2 separate regions of the Mus musculus genome follow, and region 1 is linked to region 2. The links are chromatin contacts, called in public Hi-C maps. All regions are on one chromosome and are shown on one strand. The core of a region is the stretch at or near the end of the contact, and the rest is flanking DNA. Distances in the headings are between cores, read along the strand shown.

Evidence for each region. Hi-C and Micro-C count contacts between places; a contact is called where the count stands out from the background.
Region 1: a contact with region 2 is called in a Hi-C map of cerebellar granule neurons, with 3 times the contacts expected there. The contact joins two enhancer-like sites. A contact is called at or near these places in 1 of 15 datasets of contacts at CTCF or cohesin (large pre-B cells), 2 of 484 Hi-C or Micro-C datasets (cerebellar granule neurons and cerebellum), 1 of 115 datasets of contacts at active chromatin or transcription factors (embryonic basal ganglia) and 1 of 9 other capture datasets (embryonic stem cells).

What each region holds. Positions count from the first base shown.
Region 1 is chr3:136,776,744-136,783,973 of GRCm38.p6, reverse strand. The region is part of intron 1 of Ppp3ca (protein phosphatase 3, catalytic subunit, alpha isoform); the gene reads right to left. Among named protein-coding and RNA genes, the nearest start is that of Ppp3ca, 110 kb to the right of the region's middle. Within about 2 kb of position 3,428, at least 4 of the 459 cell types and tissues checked have an H3K27ac peak or open chromatin away from gene starts, as enhancers often do. A contact at or near this core is called in cerebellar granule neurons, where this site is marked.
Region 2 is chr3:135,885,641-135,891,880 of GRCm38.p6, reverse strand. Slc39a8 (solute carrier family 39 (metal ion transporter), member 8) reads right to left here. Exons shown (of 9, transcript NM_001135149.1): 9 at 3,309-5,076. The coding sequence ends at 4,927. Among named protein-coding and RNA genes, the nearest start is that of Gm31243, 13 kb to the left of the region's middle. Within about 2 kb of position 3,895, at least 34 of the 459 cell types and tissues checked have an H3K27ac peak or open chromatin away from gene starts, as enhancers often do. A contact at or near this core is called in cerebellar granule neurons, where this site is marked.

The sequences.
Region 1 (7,230 bases), core at 2,179-4,678, 890 kb before region 2:
ACTTGTCTAGATTATTTCAATAATGGCCACATCTCTGCTTCCCATCCCAGGTTTACCTCCACATGATCAACCCTACACTCGTAGCCTAAGGTTGGGCTGCCGCAGGCACTCAGTGTTCCAGTGAGTCCATGGAGTCACAGACATTTCTTCAAGCTCTTGAAAGTATGTGAAGGGCTATGAACAGGAACTCAGAATTCAGATTACGTACGGAAACTGCACTACTTCAAACAGTGGAACTGTTCTGGGGTACATACGGTTTTCTTTCTGTAGACTGATCATTAAACAAATCAATATTTGCAAAATGCTTGGGCCATAATTTGCATAGTAATTCTTCATGTGGATTTCTCATAACTAGTCAATGCCTTGCTTATGTCCCTTATCACGTGACTGCAAAAGCATCCCTATTCAAATGTCATGTCTAAAAATAAGTTGCCTTTCCATATAAATATCTCACATACTTAAATTACCAAATGTTCAACAAAATAGCCTTTCACTCTAGTTTGTGCCATTGTTATTGTCATTTAATTTGTGTTTGATATGGTTTTTGTTTTTCTTTTTGAAACAAAAAGCAATTGATAAATCCATCAGTTTGCCTATCTCTCATACCCACTCAAGACTCTCCACAAACACAAGCCCCAAACTGTTTTAATATGCATACCCTTGATTGTATCCCTAAGGATCATTGAATTTGATCCCTCAAGTTTGTAACTGCAAAAACAAAATAAGAATCAAAGAGAGTAAGAGGTAGGAACAACAACAATACTGCCAAGCTAATATAGCAGTAATCGATGACATCAAGGATACAGTCGAGATGCTTCATATGTGTTATTTCAATGGCAGATTGTGAGCATGAGGGATAGGTACCACTTTTCTACTTTTCTTACATATGAGATGAAGTGATGTTTGCAAGTTTGCATAGGCAGTAAGAGAAAGGAAGGACTTCCAGAGCGATCACCGTTTCAGATGATGAGCTCTGAACTCCTGCTCTGCCACCTCTTTACAACTAATGTGGCGTAGATGTAGGTCAACTGGGACTTAAGAGTGGCCTGAAGATCATTCTTAGCTTCCAGCTTTCCTCAAAAAAATGTCCTTTCCTTTATCAGACTTCACTGCTCCTTCCACAGTGGCGGGCACAGAACTTTCCAGATCGTTTGCGGATGATTGTCTCACGCCTCTCCCACTTCGTGGTGAGATTCTCTAAAGGCAACAGCATCTACCCAGCATGCAGTTCTCTCCATCAACAGTTAACTTGGCGCTTATTTTCCTAAGTGCTGGCACCGAGTCGAGAAAAGCAACACATAGGATGTTACATATCATAATCAATAACGGGTTTGTTACTCGGCTTGCAAACGATACCAACGTTTTGTTTTCTTTTGTGATTTGATGGGTAAGTGGGTCCTTCAGAATGGTTCCACCTGGCCTGGTGTCTACTGCAGATCCAGTACGTTCTGTCTCTGCTAGCTGCTACCTCACACACTGGCCTGTAATTCTGTTAAAGTGCATCTCTCTTAGACTTATTCCTTAAAAGCTTTTTAGGCAACCTGTTGTTGACAATTTTGAGCAATATGGAGCAGAATCCAAGCTCTAAATGCAGTGAGGTATAGTGGTTATTATTTCTGAATTATGTAATTGCTGCTCTCCCATTTTGGCTGGCTAAGCCTGTGTCCTTGAGAAAACCCTTATGAAACCTGTTTCCACAACCTGTGAAGGGGAAATGGAATTCTATTTTTCCAGAGATGGTGAAAGGATGCCATGAAGGCAGACTTGAAACAAGTGCTCAGTGAGCACTTGGTATAAAGAATGGGCTTGACTTTAAGGACATAGGCTTTCTAGTATTTGTTTTGCTTGTGCTTCAGTGAATTCCCACCAGTTCCATTTGCTCTGGATGCCAGAAGTTTATTGTTTGCTTAAAAGTTCTCATGACACTTGGCACATTTACATCTCAATAAGACTTAAGCATTGTATAAATTTTTGTACCATCAAACTGCTTTAAAGCAAAGAATGTGTCTTTAGCAACCAGCGCTAAAAATGATTCCTAATTGTGGCTAATCAATATTATTATCCATCTTCATTAGCAAATAAGAAAATCATGCTGTGTGTATTGTGACCTCAAAGGAGTGCTCCAAGGCAGAATGCGTGTGCATGCGCACACACACACACACACACACACACACACACACACACACACACACCCTGGGTGGGAGAAGGAGCGCTAGAGAGGAGAGAGAACAAAATTGACTGATGAGTGTTGAACCTTCCAAAAAGGCCAGATTTTACATAAAGACACAAATTTCTCGACTACAGTGCTAATCCACTTTTAAAATATAAAAACATGATATGAATAAACAAAAAAATGTTCTAGAAGAATGCATTCAATAACATGTGTTAAACATGAGTAGCATGTTTATTAACTGTAGCATGTTTTTAAAGAAATTTGCAGAGATGAAGTGCATCTTAGGACTATGTTGGAAGGAGATAAATATGGTCAAATTTCCCAAATTTATTCTCATAAAAGTCAGTCTAAATTATACCCATTTACAGTGTGTTTTAAGAAATTCTATTACATACAAATTAACCAACTATATTGACAAAAATGCTAGTTCATGTTATCGTGAATATTTAGTACTAGGATCAGAAAAACTGATCTGAGAATTTTCACGAAATCACCAACATACTAGTTTGTTAAACTAATATGATGTATTTGTCTATCAATTTAAAGCAGTTTAAAAAGTCTGCTCATTTCCCATTTCTGCATATTCACCCACATACTACATTGTCATGCAGTAAATAGGGATTTGGCTTAATGATAGAACACTTGCTTGGCATATGTGAGATGCTGGGTTTGATTCCCTTAACACACACACACTAAAAAACCATAACATCACTTACTGTATACAATAAATGTTGCCTATTTAGCAGAAAATGATGGCAGCCATGCTATACTGATTTAAGTTAATATGGTCTGAAGGTATAGAGTAGTATGTGGAATCTTTAAAACCGTAACAACTTAATATCACATAATATAAATACTTAATCTTTGATTTTTCTTCACACTAATTTGCTGTCCTAACTTAGTGCTGCTGCAGATGGGCAGGAGGATCAAAGCCCACTTTACGATGACAAGATTTCCAACTTCAGTACCATTCGCCATTAGGAAAATGTTCATGCATGCTTTATATTTGTGCAATGTTTTCACATGAAAAGTAGCAATGTTCAATATTTCATAGCTTAAGAAAATGAATTTATATTACATGTAAGGTCACTCAACTCCTGTTGATCCAGGACATAACCTCCAGGCATGAGTTGAAAAACCCACACGCTGCCAGTAAACAGAAGGCAGTCAGAGGTAGTTGCATGAATCTCTCCAAGGTTAACTCAAAACGAAGAAAATCCAAAAGCAATGGAAAGAATACCTTTGGATTTTGACCTTGATAATGAGCCACAAGCCCCATCCTGTCTTTCCTGCATTCTCCATCTGTGCTCAGGGGACCAGGCCAACATCTACATCCAAACTAGAGAAAGCAAAGATCATCAGTCAGTCGCCTTAGAGTTCCATTAATTACAGGGGCCTTCTCACCAGTAAAAGATTTCCTCTAAATTTTAGGGTCTTGTATTAAGAAGACTGGGCTACATAAGAATGTTTCTCTTATGGTTCCAAGACACCCAGAACTGGAGTTCTAATCTCCTTGTAGATATATAATTCATCTGAATTGCAAAACTTTCCTTATCTGCAAAATAGGGAGTATGATAGCATAAAGATCTTGTGACAACTGAACAAGAATGCATATCATGTATCATCTTAAAACACCTGGCATACATTAAGTGCTCATGAAAATGGTTGCTACTAGCTATCAATTATGATTGCTGATAAAATGAGACCAAATGGAGACCAAAAAGAAAAAAAAAAAGAAAAAAAGAAAAAAAAAAGTGGTGTTAACCTGTGCTGTAATTCGAAAGTAACCCTATCAAGAATCATCACAGGTCAATATCCAGAGGTGTCCTGCACTCAGGCAGAGACTTGGACCCTGAGGGTTGAGGGGGAGATCTTGTCCCTGTCCTAACTGTTTAGGTAAACAGAACTTGAAGTCAAACTGAAGAATCCTACACCGCCATAGCAAGGTGATACAAGGTTATGAGTGCTGCCTCTTGTTCTTGGACTGCTGCATTCTGGGATGTCACTTTCCAAAGGTTCACTGGCAGGACTCACTACTAAAATCACCTGTAAGATCCCTTTGTAAAAGCAAAACGAAACAAAAGTAGAGAACAAGTCTAAAGCTACAAAAGTTTCATCTGATAAGCTCTAATAACACAGAAACCCAAAGATTGACACTGGCGACACCCTGAGTGGACACATGCCCATCTTCAACCATACTGTTTTTCCTGGTGTTGATTTGAGTGAGGTGAGGCTGACAGATAGGAAGTCATTTAACCAAATGTGATATAGAAATAATAATGTCTTCAGCTAACAGTATAAACAGCCTCAAAGAACTGTGCGGTTACATTTATCAGTTCTCAAGCCAGAAAGAGAATTTGTGTCTGAACAGTTTCCAAAAACAAAAACAAAAAACAAAACAAAACAAAAATATTTAAGTAAATGAGAAAAACATAATCAAACTCTAAAAGAATATTGACTTGAGAAATGTGAATATGCAGAAATAATGGCTGAGGAGGTACCGTAAGTAGCTTAAGGGTTTGTAGTGTTATCATGAGTAACTGAAATGAATTCCCCAAAACCCATATAAAAGTTGACTACAGTAACATGTGTCTCTAATCTCAGTAGCCCTGGGAGAAGACAGGAGAAGACAGAAGAACACAAGGTCACTAGCCAGCTAGTGTAGCATACACAGGAAGTAGCAACCAGGAGACTCAGCCTCAGTCATTTTGGCAGGAAAGACTGACACCTGAGGTGTCTTCTGACTATATGATCACAGCTTGATTCATGTGCTCCTGCACTCAGAAATGCAATGCACATGAGTTTGAGGACATGTGTGTGAGCGTGTGCATACACACATACACACCCACAAACACACGCATGTGTGCTCGCAGAGAAAGACAGAGAGAGGGAAGAAATACATACATATATACACACATATATGCATATATATGTATATACATGCATATATGTGTGTATATATATACATATATGTATACACACACATATATATATACACACTTCACACCCTGTTAATAACAGACTGATTTTTATTCATTATATTTCTTTCTCAAAAATCCTTCATTGTTAATTCTTGAAAAGGAATCAAAAATGTTTTCCCATATTTTCTTCTCCACCCTTTACCTCCCAGCCATCTATTAAGCAAAATAATGTTTTCTTAATTAGCTATGGTTTAAGCAATTTTTCTTTTCCCTGGCAGAGAATGGCAAACTATAGGAAAGGAAATGAAGGCTCAGCTCTGAATGCTTGGGAGTAAAGTTTGGTCACCATTCCAACGCCAATGTTACTTCTAACCGAAACAAACTCACTTCAGTTATTTTTATGTTTTGTAAATTCCTAATTAGATGAAGCTTATGCAATTTTCACAAAGAGAATCCTTGTATTCGGAATCCAGTCTAAAATACTTAGTGCCATGCACTCTAATAGACTGTAACAACAACAACAAAAAATGCCACTTAGCAAAATTATAAAGCTGAAATGTGATCCATCCAAAGCTGCATCACTAAGGCTCCACAGGAGCAGTAAAGGGGCTGAGCAAGGCAATCTCCACCCAAGAGGGGACAACTCAGAACTCTGCATTAACAACTTCCTGAGCTGACCAACAGAAAAGGTACTGAACATCCAGACCAAGAAAGAGTATCTAGTCTAAGAATGCCACAGCTTCATAAGCGAAATTCTTAGTTGCAAAGGGATGAAGAGGAAGCTCCAAGGGAAAGACATTTCACGCCATTACCTGCAGATCGCTACACACGACTTCACATTCGGAAACACTACTGAGCCATCTGTCAGGCTACGAAAGGGAAGTTAAACAGCACTGACAGTTCCCCGCTGCCGTTAAGTAACAGAGTTTAGGTGTGCACCCAGGTATGTCGACTCAATTCCACATGTCATGCCATGCTAAACTGCCTACTCTCTTAAATAAATTGGCACTCTAAAGAGCTTTCAAAAGCATGTTCAATTTTGAGACTATCAAATATAGTTCTGTTTACATGATGAATGAGAGCACCAGCATGGCCTACTATTTAAATTAGCAGGAAAAGACTCAGGCCACAGACTGTCCCTTAATGGGAAAACTTAACCTCGAGTCATACATTGTCTCTCGTCCCTAGTCTGGAGGGAGAAGGAAGAGGCCCTTCCATTTTCAAAGTAATAGATACACAGAGGTATCGTGTATTCAGTTGTGACAGACCGTCGTGTCCTGTTTAACATCTCCATGGGTAACCCTGGCAACGCGATTGAGATCAATACTGAGTATCATCATCACAGTCACCTGTACACAATGGACATTGCATAAAAGCAACTGTGTGAAGTTTTAAAAAAGAATCAAAAGTCTAACACATGTAAGTTAAACCTCACCTACATTCTGCATGAGAGAACACTCAGCCAGGGGTCCTGAGTGAGACTCAAGGGCCTGAGAATGAGCCAATGACTTGTCAACACAAGAGGAAGTACAATGGGTCGTTATACGCCCCTCTCCTCCCACAGCTTGTGGGTCACAATTAGACTGGAATAGAACAGATTCTTAATAAACTCGACAGAAGGAAAAAAGAGCAAAGAGAAACAGATGACAAAGGAGGAATGCAGAAAATTCTAGAAAACAAAGAAAAGGTGAGGGAGAAGAGAGTGTGGCAGAGTTGTAAAAATATATTCATGTTTGCTTTTTCATAAGGAATAGAGAAATGACCAATAACTCAAAAAAATAAGGTCTTGCTCTCACAGATCCCACAAAAGCAAATAATAGTTCAAACAGTAACTTCATTTTTATTATCTAAGATAACTTAGTTTATGTTAACTAAGGAAAAACCTGCACTATGTTATTAAATTACTCTTTGTTTTTTCCTTTTGGAAAAATAAAGTTTGGAAATGAACTATGGAAAAGCTGAAGCACCTACTCCCTTGTCACTGTTGAATTGTTGAATTTCCCCCCCTTGATTAAAAAAAAAGTTACACCCAAGTTTTGTCATAGTGCGTGATAGTATAAGGGCAACTTCTCACAAACATCAGGAAAACCCAATAGTAACTGCTCAGTTTAAATTCATTTCTGGAAACAATTGATT
Region 2 (6,240 bases), core at 2,646-5,145:
GCTGGGAAGGCAAGAGGGTGTTTCTTCAGTGGTGTCACTATCAGCAAGAAGCCTCTGCTTCTGTAACTAAGTCCTCTCCCACGCTCCTAAGGGCAACACGAATTAAACTCATTGGGTCACCAAAAAAATAAGGTGCGAAAGTCGAGGAAGAAGTTGGAAAGGAAATACCTGGGATCAGCAGCAGTGAGAAGGGAATAATGGGGGACACAATCAGAGTACTCTGTGTGTGTGTGTGTGTGTGTGTGTGTGTGTGTGTGTGCGCGCGCGCGCGCGCGCGACAGAGAGAGAGAGAGAGAGAGAGAGAGAGAGAGAGAGAGAGAGAGAGCGCAAAGGTCAAAATACACTGTGCATGTGTGTGAAAAATGACAAAATGAAACTAATTGTTCTACATCGTTAATACATGCTAATAAAAAGAAGGAAAGAGCTGTAATCCTGATCATGGGCTGGAGTGCCCGTGTAAGTGAAGTGCTTACTGTATAAACATGTGTGCCTGAGGTCAGGTCCCAGCAACCACAGGAAAAGCCAAGCAGAGAGGCCCATGGCTGCAATCTCAGAGCTAGAGAGGCAAAGACAGAGAATCTCTGGGGATCGCTGGCCAGTCTAGCTGAGTTGGTGAGCTCCGGGTTTAGTGAGAGACTCTTGTCTCCAAAACAGTGGGTTTGGAGAGGACTGAGGAAGACGACGAACATTAACCTCTGACCCATCCACACACTCAGAACCAGCAGAATGCATGCAAACTGTTTAGAGCCAATCACACACAGAGCAGAAGGATGGCCAATCACACACAGTCATTCTTTACTTTTCCTAATGACAAAATCTTGATTTTTTTTTCTCATAGAAGTGCATCCAACTGAATGCAGAATTGCCTAGTTTCTCTTTTTGACTGGTATATACATGTGACTCATTCTGGTCAGTGGATAGAAGTGGGTATGGTTGGATCTTACTTGTAAAATATTGTTCAGAAAGGAGTGACTAAAGAAACAAGTGTGAACTTTTGCCTTCCTATCCAGTCCTCCTTCCTGCTATGTGGAGTTAAGAGTTCAAAGCCAGATCTCCAGGAGACATCTTAAGATATGAAGCATCTTGGAAGTGAGAGCCACAGTCTATCTGAGACTTTCATTTGTCAGCACAGTAGACAAATAGTAATAGACTCGGTTCCTAGAGCTATTGGGCCCCATGGGCCCCATGTTGCAGCTCACAGCTCTTCTATCAAACTAAGAGAAGACCTCTTAGTTCTTATACATCAAACCCTCATCATGGAGATTCGACCATTTTCTTACAACATCTAAGAGCCACCTTCATAATATCATGTTCTTCTCACCTGTAGACGCCATTAGAAACTATTAAAATGTGGTGGGAGGGAATATGCCTTGTAATTAACAGAATGATATTTGGAGTTTCTAGTTTATCCAGTTTCTTTCACTTTAATTTTATTAGCAGAGTCTCTGGTTCTGAAGGCACAGAGAAATTTAGAGTTTTCAACTAGGAAACCGAATGGACATGAGAACATGCTTTGCGCATCCTTAACATGGAAAGGAAGCTGACAGAAAACCAACCACGGGAATTGCGACCAGTGGTGTAGAAAGAAAACCAAGTATCCATTAAGAATGATCTGTGGTATCGTAGCCAAGAGGATCATTTGAGAATCTCTTGTACGGCAACAGATCTTTCCTAACACAGAAATTGTCTGGAAATCATGGTAACTTCCTGCTAAAATCAAAAGGAGACCTAAAGGAAGATAATGCTGAGAAGAGTTAGGAGAAGCAGGCCATTTAAATGTAGGAAACCAGAAATGCCCAATAGTGCCTAGAGTCTCGCTGAACATCTAGAAATCATTATGACCATACATAGCCTCCAGAGATGCCCAACACTGAGCTCACACATTGGCTACATTCCACTGCTGCTGCGGCAAGAAACCAGGACAGATGAGCAACTGGCAGCTAAGTAAACCTGAGTTATCCTCACTAGCTCTGAGCCATGACACAGCCACACATCCCAACTTGTACAGGTAAAGGAAAGGAACTATTTTCATTAAACAGATTTTGGTTATTATTTAGATATTAGAAGAGGGAGATACCTCTAGAGACTTTTGATGAATTATCATTAATGTCAGGTATCTTCATTCAGGAAAAATAACAGATACTTTATAAAAACTGCTTAAGACTGATTGAACCTGTTTACACTTTACCCATAAGTGGACTTAGGCATCTATTATCTCTTCCACATGAATTTGCAGTTCCAGCCACAATGGGAGCCACACCCTAGTACCATGGCTCTATCAGCTGGCTACCCATCAGCACCTCTAGTGGAAGCTCACCCACTTTGTGAGCTTCAGTTTCCTAAGGTGCTTTGTGACACAGCATTACCATGGTAACAGGATCTTCTACAGTACCCAATAAGTGCCAGGAATTAATACATATTCTTTAAAGTTTAGCAATGAGTAATATACAGTATTTTTTATTTATTCTGGTAGCATCTCTAAAATCTAATGATTATGCTGTCTTAATAAAATGGTGGTTGTAGGTTCTCCTCCAATATCCACTACTCAGTGGCTAGCTAAGTTTGCCATAGTAGGCATGATTTCCATCTTGCTGAGTAAACAAGTCTAACTAGAGAGCTGCTACCAAAGTGAGCCAAACAAGCCAGGAAAAGAGAAAGTAAGCGATGTCCCTCCACGTGTTTTGTTTGAGTTCCTACCTGAGTACCAGTTCTAACTTCCCTCAGTGATGGTTTGTAATCTTCAAAATGAAATAAATCCTTTTTTCTTCAAAAAACTAAGATTATATGGCAAATGCTCCATAGGAAGTATGTTGGCAGGATTATGCTCACTTGAAGAAAGTTAATCAGGATAAAGTAAATGCCATCCCGACTTTCCTTCTGCCTCCAACAAACAATTGCCTCTTGTCTTTAAGTCATCGTCACCCAAAGTCCTTCATTCTCCATGGTAAAGGGAAAGGATGGAGAGCCAGACCCACAAAAAGCAGGCCAAAGAGTCAATCTGCATGTACACTGAGAATCACTAAACTATCTTTTCAAAATATTCTTCCATAAGTCATTTCATTAAAAATACATACAATCTGTACTTTTTAATGTTTTATATATATATGAATGTACTATAGCTGTCTTTAGACACACCAGAAGAAGACATCAGATCCTATTACAGATGAATGTGAGCCACCATGTAGTTACTGGGAATTGAACTCAGGACCTCTGGAAGAGCAGTCTGTGCTCTTAACCACTGAGCCATATCTCCAGCCCACAGCATATACTTTTAAAAAGCAAGGATTGTTAAGCACTGAAACGAAAGGTTATACTAATATAGATTGTGTTTATTGAAATGAAAAATTAGTCTTTGTAGGATTTTTTTGCTAGATATTTTTAAAATAATACAACATCAGTTCTCTACTTGCCTCTCTTCTCATAACACCAGCCACATGATGTCACTCAAAATAAAGACATATTAAGAGAAAAATAACTGACACGGTACATGGTTTCAAAAGCTTTTACTGTTTGGTCAAATAATATTTTTTAATTGTCAGTCATAAAGTGAGAATACACATAAACATATATGTTAAAGTTTATCAAATCTGCACTGTTATTACATGAAAATGTGTTTGGGCTTATAGGAAAACATAATTCCTGAGATAACTTGGCTTCTATTACTAATTCTCATCACTGTCAAATCATCTTTTTTTTAAGTTACTTGGGAGTGTGAATTGAAATTAGGATGTTCAATTCAGACTGATCGTCTACAACGTGCTCAAACACTCAGTGAGCTGTGTGTTTTACGAAAGGTAGAAAGAGTATGCTGAGGTTTTCCATCCAACGGTATACCATATGGGAACAAAGCACACTGCACATAAAAGAAGCCGTCTCTGCTGACTGTCAATCACCCCTAATGAGCACATGCCTCCTCCACCATCAGTCTCTGACACAGCCCAGCCCAGCTGTGATTTTTGCATTTATTGAAATTCCCCCTGCTAAATAATTATGCTCATCTTTTAAAAAGTAAATTGCTCACAATTACATTCAATTTCTCTCTCCCACCCAACATATTCTCCACCATGACAAAGCAATCCCAGAGCATGGCAAGACTGAGTTCTAACCAGTCTCGCATACTCCTCAGGCATTTCTGTTGGCTGGAACCACAGCATAAATCATAGCAAAGCAATTCTGGTCTTCTGCAGGGTGTGTTCAAGCTTATAACTCAGGGACCAAGCCCTGAGCCCAAGCCTTGCTGGGCTAGCAAGCCTTTCATCCTTTCCTAATTCATGTTACTTTGTATTAGCTTTCAAAACAATCCTACAGGTCGCCAACTGAGACATAAAGCTGAACAAACGCTGTGCGCTATCTTTCTGGGGTTCGTTAAGGCACTGGGATCGGTCCTGCATGCACTGGAGCTGTCTGTCTTGATTTTCTTCCTCATTTGATGCACCTGCCTTTAAAAGCAGTCAAACACATTAATTGGAAGAAAACCACTCTGAAAACGCTTGAGGTTTTTGTTGTTGTTGTTGTTGTTGTTGTTGTTGTTGTTGTTTACCCAAGCAAGTTCTGAAACCTTACATGACCCAGATTGTGTTTTTCTCTGGATCTGTATGTCTGCTTGTGAATGCACGTGTTTGCTTCATGATAATTTTCTAATATGCATAAAATATTGAAAACCAGGTATTTACCAAAGGCCCCATACACCAGCCTTTGCAGTCTGAAACCGAAAACCTTTTAAGGAAAAATTTTAACAACAAATTTCACCTATTCTACATATCTGAAACCAGTCATTAGATTCCTTAGCCTTTAGTTGAAAATAATAAAAAAAAAATCTCTTTTAACTAAATAGGATATACTTTTAAAAAAACAAAAATCCCTATGGAGATGTTTCTGTGTTGTTATTAAATGCCTTCCCGCGTTGACGTTATACTCCACTTCCGGCTACTGCAATTCGATGTCTCCTGCGTACAAGGTGATGAGCAGGATGGCAGTGAAGCCGGTTAACATCCCTGCATTCTGGATCATGAAGAAGGTGAAATCCGTTTGTCTTCCAGTTACTTTTTCTCTCAGCATGTCGTTCATCTCTGGAAACTAGAAGACACATTATTAAATGGCTGTCGCCATCTTGTGGTGAATCCTGAAATGCTCGTCTGGGGTTTCTGCACAGGAGCTGAGCATTTCTTTCATTTGGGACTGGATCGTACCAATCAATGTTTTGCTTCAGGTATTGAGGAATCCTAGTATTCTGCGGCATCCACGGTAAAACTATCGAAAGGTCACACAGCCAGATAGAATGTACCTGGCTTGATGCGTTCTCTCCTCAACTCTCTTCCCATATACAGCTGTCTACACCTCAAATTTTAAGGAATTCAACCCGGTGGGTTTCACCCTCAGGCACGCATTTCTGTTTACTTCCGTTAGCCCTTACTATACTATACTATACTATACTATACTATACTATATTCTGCTTCATCCCCATTAGATATGCTATTGTTCCTCTTATCTCATAGTATTTTTAAGTATGCCATGTTTTACTTTGTTGTTTCTTGCTTAGCCCAGGCTGCCCTACTATGTCACTATGTCACTATGTAACTAATGACGATCTTGGACTTAATAATCACCCTGCCTTGTGCCACCACAGAGTTGGTGAAGTGTTGGGTTTTTTTCTTGTTAGATGGTGACATTTTTGTTTGCTTAAATTCTGACTTTGCTCCTCTGGAGAGAAACACTTATGGAAACCGCTTCCCCGCCCATCTCATAATTTTTCCGGGCTGACTGGAGGGGAAAAACATTTGTGTAACTGACTGAACCTGTTCTTTGAAGTAGCTTTCTTTACTGTTCTGGTTTCTCCATTGTGCTTGCTCTTTCCTCCCAGAGCGACAAGATTTTTTAATAAATTGTGTATTGGTCCAGTGTTGAAGATTATAATACTTTCATTATAGTGAAAACAGATAAAAATCCTAGGTGTTTTTAGTAAATAAATAAATGTTCATTCTCAGCCACAGCATCCACTGCAAAGGTTACACAAGGGGACATGTATGTCCTGTTTTAGAAACACAAATTGCATGATGTGTTATAAATGCTGTGGTACCCTGGATGCAGCCATGCCAGGGATCTTCAGACTCCAGAGGCAGGTCAGAGAACTGGCGTGAAGTTCTTACAGGGAAAAAGTTGGTGACATCTCTAACATGAGGAAACTACTATGTCACATAGGACATCACCTGTATCGCTTCCATAAAGGTACCAACTTTGATA